2 separate regions of the Aphis gossypii genome follow, and region 1 is linked to region 2. A link is a contact called in public Hi-C data. All regions are on one chromosome and are shown on one strand. The core of a region is the stretch at or near the end of the contact, and the rest is flanking DNA. Distances in the headings are between cores, read along the strand shown.

Evidence for each region. Hi-C and Micro-C count contacts between places; a contact is called where the count stands out from the background.
Region 1: a contact with region 2 is called in a Hi-C map of whole body, with 2.8 times the contacts expected there. The contact joins the promoter of LOC126552766 here to the promoter of LOC114127659 in region 2. A contact is called at or near these places in 2 of 2 Hi-C or Micro-C datasets (both in whole body).

Annotation. Positions count from the first base shown.
Region 1 is chrX:54,528,422-54,531,775 of ASM2018417v2, reverse strand. LOC126552766 (poly(rC)-binding protein 3-like) reads left to right here and starts at 1,283. Exons shown (of 9, transcript XM_050207673.1): 1 at 1,283-1,744; 2 at 2,513-2,569; 3 at 2,631-2,747; 4 at 2,806-3,063. The coding sequence starts at 1,622.
Region 2 is chrX:54,260,168-54,263,520 of ASM2018417v2, reverse strand. LOC114127659 (lachesin-like) reads right to left here and starts at 1,713. Exons shown (of 7, transcript XM_027991964.2): 1 at 552-1,713. It overlaps LOC114127648 (protein hu-li tai shao), which reads right to left. Exons shown (of 19, transcript XM_050205452.1): 19 at 1,834-3,353.

The sequences.
Region 1 (3,354 bases), core at 34-2,533, 270 kb before region 2:
GATACTTTTGTTATTAATTTATCCTAAAAATAAAAATAGTAAAATGAAATAAAATATTTATATTTTGAGCTCGACCAGTAATTCAATAAATAAATAAAAATAACTTTATTCACTATTACAATTTACAGTTTAACAATTATTATTAGTTATATTATTGATTTTATAAATATAGTGGGTTTCGTAATTCGTAAATATGACTATTTTCAAAGTTACAAGTACGTTTATATTTTATTGTAGGTACCTAGTTAATACTTAATTGTCAACACCGATAAATTAGAATTTTGAAGGTTCCTCGCTAGTCTAATAATAGTACATTAATAATAACGTTACTTTATTGACTGGACTCAGTATTAGAATCATGGTTTCTCCACACTACGTAATTATACAATATGTCAATATGGATTATATTTCGTGAAATGGATATCTTAACCGTCATAGACGGAACATATTTCTTCATTTGGATGTCGATATAGCAAAAATTAAAAATTGTTATATAATATTGTTCCTAAAAAATCATTTATAAAATTATAACTAATTGGCGTGACATTGTGACAATAATTTTTATTTGTTCCATCGTAAACGATAGTCACAGTATTATGTTTAGGTATTATTCTCTGTGTTACAAGCATTATTGTCGGTCAACAACCGTCGATAATCTTCGACAATTTGATCATGTATAATGCATAACAGTTTTCATTTTGCCAAGTGATTTGAAATAGAAAAAAAAAAAATAAAGCGATTAGAAATCATTTATAATTAATTTTACAAATTTAATCTAATTATTGTTTTTAGGAAAATATTTTACCTACAAATAAGTACTTTAATGCAAAACTTTTATTTATTTAAACAAGGTCGTGAATAATTATTATGGCAACAAGAATTACATGACATCGCACACTTTAAAATAGTCATCACCAATCAGTCGAAACGATATAGATACCTATGCATAATAATAATAATAATATTTAGTTGTAAACGTTGTAATAAGTATATGAAAATTATCGTAGGTACAGGTAACTTCCCTATTATTCGATAATTATTTATGAATTCGCCTAAACGATCGGAGAATTTCTCGCCCAAACGAAGGACGCTCGTGTTTTAGGCACAAACTATGTTTAATTATTTTAATTAATAAACGAATGTCCGAGATCGTTTTCACGCTTTTCATTTTCACGTTTTCAAGATCTACGCGACATAGCGACAGATCTCTTACACTGGTCAGTGGTCAATGGTCATCGTAGACGATCAGTTTATAATAGTATGGTCCACGGCCTTAGACTATTGGCAAATACTATAAATTTATAGTATTTGCTATTGGTATGGTCATACTGATCGCAAGACAAACCGGAAAGCAGGCTTCGCTGCCCCTCCCCCCCCCCGACACGTCCTACCGCAACGCAGTTATCGTACGCGGCGCGCGCTCAAATTTGTCAGCGTGTTCGCCAGGGTATCGTCACGCGGTAAACGGTTATTGTACATTTGTACGCCTGTACGGTCGTCGTTCGTCGGTTCTCGTCCGGTCCCGCGGCAGTTGTGCGTCCGATCGCGTTCGCCCGATCGTTATTAATCGAATAGCTGTTACCTACGTGTATTTATAATACAATTACACTCTCTCGACGTTATGTCTGTCAAGGCGAGAAAAGAAAACGAACTTCGAAGCAGACCCTTCGGAGGAGGAGGATGGTACGGTTACAACAATCGCGACGATGTCGAATTGACTGTTCGCATTCTGATTACCGGTGGGGTATGTAACTAAGCACAAAAATATTGTTTTGTTTTACCTATTGATATTTTATTCGCTCGAAAGCGCCGTCGAAATTGTAGTTGTTATTACCCGCGTAAATGATAATAATATTATTGTCTATTATTACGCTCAGAAACCAAACATTAGGCGTTATTATTCGTTTTTAATCTCTCGTTTTTCTCGGTTTTTTTTTTATTATAATGACGCATAATTATGATTTCAATGCTCGTTACAGGCGATGAACGGATGAAAATTAACAATTCGTATTTTTTTTTTATAAAATATTGAGTAAATAACGTACATAGCACAGTTTAAAGTAGGTACATCAAATAGTTAGTAAATATTTTAAATGCCGTCTTGCAAGTATTTGTATTCTAATTGTGAAATACTGTAATGCAAATATTTTACGAAATTCAGAAGAACTATCTACCTATTCGTAATTCTTCAGATTGTTTTTTTGATACCTAATCAAGTATGGTATAGTACCTTTATGATCAACTAGAGAGTACAAGTGAATTTACTGTCTGAAGTTTGATAATTGGTAAATCTACTTTTATATTTAAGCCAACAGAATTTGCATAATCTACATGTCTTGTGTATAACATAAAGACAACATATGCATGTGTGTACCTATTTAGGTAATATTAATATTTATATTAGGTATAGAGTATAGACAATAATATACCTATTTTAAAAATAAAGTTAATCTAGTTAATTAAAGAACATTTTATTTTTATGATTAAATCTGTATTTTTTTTTCAACTTTAGGAAGTTGCAAATATTATTGGCAAAGGAGGCGAAACTGTAAAAAATATAAGAAGTCTGGTAAATAGTTTAACTTCTTATTAATACCTATTATTAATAATAATTTAAAATATTTGTTTAGTCTGGTGCTAAAGTTAAAATCACTAATGGTTCATTACCAGAACGTATTGTTCTCATTACTGGGAATAGAATTACAATTTATAAAGCTACTGAACTTATTTGTCATAAAGTTGAAGAAGTGAGAATTTTTATAAAAAAAAACTAAATTTTAAATTTACATCTTTAATTTATTTTAGTTTTTCGAGAGATTACATGGTGACTGGAATGGCCCAAAATCACCTTTGACACTTAAGCTAATTATGCCAGCATCTAAATGTGGTTTTATAATTGGTAAAAGTGGAAATAAAATAAAAGAAATTAGAGAATCAAGTGGAGCTACCATATCAGTAGGATTGGATTTGTTACCTTATTCAACTGAACGTATAATTTCAATTACTGGTAGTACAGGCACAGTATCTCATTGTGTTTATCTAGTCTGCAACGTAATATTAAATGTAAGAAAATTTTGAATATTTATTTTAAACTCTAAGTAAATTGATAAATTGAAGTATTGTGTTCTGGGACACATACGAGATATAAAATGTTTACAAATATTAAATAATGATAGAGAATATTTTGATTTTTAAACTAGTATTATGTCTTTACTCTACTCTTATAAACTATTCCAAGATAAGAACTGTACTCAGTGGCCATTTTGGGCACAGAAGTGTGACTCCACTACATAATAGACTCAATTGGTGTGATGGACTGAAATAACTTCACTGTTGCACCACTGTACAGTTCTT
Region 2 (3,353 bases), core at 464-2,963:
GTATGTAAGGAGGGCCGAGGGGTAGAGTTAAAAAAAAAAGTTGGCTAACATAATAGAGTAAATGACAAGATTGTTGACAAATATCTCAAAAAAAAAAAATTATAACATAAATTGTATAAAAAACTACCTATGCATACTAAACATTAAGTAAAAGTCTCATCAAAGGGTGGCTCCTTTCCTTAAATTATGTATTTCATGCTCTTTTTTTTTCTCTTAGCACATATACTCATTATGTCCATAATATGATATAGATTGTATATTTTTCTTCTAACAATAACAATAAAAAAATATTTAGCATTATGAATGTTAGTGACACGCGTTTAGAATTAATTTTCAATTTATAACACAACAAATAAAAAACTTGCATTCAAATTTCATATTTAATAATAAACACAAAAACTTACATTAAATAAAATTAGTAAGAAAGTATTTTTGATCACTTTACAAAACTATAATTTGGGTTTATTTTTGTAGTATATAGAATGTCAATATTTCCCTATAATCTATACTCAACAGTCTAAAGCACGGTTTAAGATAGTGTTATGTCTTACTTGAATTTGTTCCCTCGTGGACGATTTGAGTTGTTATCCTCTGTTAAGAATGAGTTCGCTCCCTTGAAAGTACTACAGTACGTCAATAAAACTTATTTTATAGGAATAGAATTTTAACGCAATGAATTAAAATAATATCAATATTTATATTTTTTATAATAAGTGTTCACACAGTAATCGAGTCTAAGACTATTTTACGACTGACTTATGTACTACACACATTATTCGTTGGCGACGGACGTCGTCTTACAAAAGTGCCCACCCATCTAAATTCTACGTTCGCTAATAATATATTACTATAAAGACAAGGGGTTCCTAACAATAGACTTATAGATATACTTTAAAACAAGTCTACCGTGCTCCGACATGAGTGTAGTACACTTTTACACTGTGAAAATCGTACAAGTCACGTCCGAGTAAATATGCCAACAGTAATAATCATTCTAAGCCGTTTACGAGTACAATATACATTGAGAGAGGTCGTCGAACACACCATGGCGACGTTGAATTTTTTATATGGTCGAGGTACCTACGTCGCAGTCACGGACGTTAATAAAACAATAAAATAAGTAAACAATACTACCGAATGAGTATAATATTTTCGGCCAGGGTCATAGATAATACAATTTTATTATTATATATTATGGCCCTACTCTAGTTGTGGGCGCAGTCAAACGTCGAGTGGTCGAGCATCGCGATAACGCTGATCAGAGCGTTCTCCTCAGCACACACACGTCTCGTGCCCATCGCTTTGGGTATGATGAACCATTGTGTGTTTTACATGATACATGTTTTTCGATAACACGTTTTAGGAACAGCAGTGAACTGTTCATGTTTAATTCGATTTCGAATTGCTGTTACCTTACTTATTCAACTTATCGATCAGTCTCCATAGTGTCAGATGTCGTGTTTCTTGGATAGTTAACGTTTAAATGTGTTAAACCGTAGTTAATACAAGTAATAAACAGGAATGGAGGATAAATAAATTCGGTAAAAATATTTTTAACAGATAGTCGGTGTAAAACGATACGATAGGTATAAAACACAAAAAATACAAATCAAATTTTTATCCACCACTTACAGATTTGAGTTATCAACATTCGACTGCATTAAGACGGTACTAAAAAGATAAATTCAATTCTTTCATTACATTTATAAAATTATGTAATGTAGGTGTTGTTTTACTAATACTTTTTATGTATTGGTACAGGAAAGGATAAACTCTTTGTGTTACAATACTTCTTAAGTATTAAAAAAAAAAAATAAATAATAATAACAACAATTACTGATACAAAGCAATATATTGATGATACAGCTTAGGTTTTGAAAATATTTTAAAAATTTGAAATCAAAATAAAATCCAAAAAAAGGAACACAAAAACAAAATAAATATTTATAATAATAAAAAATTTTTAAATTAAACAATAATTTTTTTAAGCTTAAAATTAATATGATGAATTTGTGTTACAAATGTTATGAATATTGACAATAAAGCGATAATTATAAATTAAGTCAATTAAAGAATGGAGATTTAATAATTATCGTGAAATCAATATGCAAAGGAAATAAAATTAAAAAATATAAAACAAACTTGGCTATTTGTGTTATTGCGATAAATACACATCAGGCGTTTGTGGCAGGCATAGACATAAAAAGTTATTGTATACATTTATAAATGATCACAACATAGAAAGTTTAAGCTACCTAGTCCATTTATCAATAGATTTGCAGTACATTTTAACACAATCGTAATACACTCTTTAAATATTAAATAAATATTTTAAAATTATAAAATTCTCTAAGCCTCACAAAACAATTATTATTACAGACAAATGTTTACGGTTTTAATTTTTGTGCAAAAAAGTAACGAAAATAATAATAATAAAAAAAAATATATTATGTGGCGTTTATACGAGTGTATATAAATATATAAATGTATATTCCGATTGTAATTATTCAAAGACCTCTTTATTGAAACAGATAATGAAATAAACGTTATAAATAACATTTTAATATATCTATAATTAATAAGATTTTTACATAACACTACCGAGAATATATATTTATATATTTTGTAAATAAAAATAATAATTAAAAATCTTTATAACAAATAAATAGGTATAAAAAAAGTATAATTAATTTCTCACGATTATAATTTGTTAATTAGGGCAGTTTTTACAATTTGGCTGTTATTTAAAAAATAATAGCAAATAAATGTCTACAAACATAAAAAAAATGGCAATTGATGCCAATGGTCATAAAATTACAATCTAAGTGATGTACATTACAATAAATTAAATAGATGGTCTGAATGTTCATATAAATATTTATATGATTTAGTATTACCCTTTTAGAGTATAATTTGGATACAAACAGACAAGGATGAATGGCAACAGACAAATTGATAAGATAAAACTAAATTTAAGTGCATAATATTGTCTAATCTACTTGCACCAACATTTTTCTTAGTTTATTTTATGCACAATGTAAATTTCATGATCACATGAACGGTATAAAGTAGTTTTAATATATATATATATACTTTTTTTATCACAAATAATTATTTATATATATACGAGTTTCAGATACCGTATTAGCAGCCACGTTACAAAAATAAATTTAAATGCATAGTTAATCTTTTCAATAACAATTCTAGTAAAAAAAAAAAAAAAACCATACATTTAAGAATTTTTAAGCTGAAGAGAATGATAAATATTTAAAAATGTTGTGGTTAGAAATGTACAAAAAGTACAAGTTGCAATAATTACGATAATATACTTTTAGGAAAAATGAATATAGCAT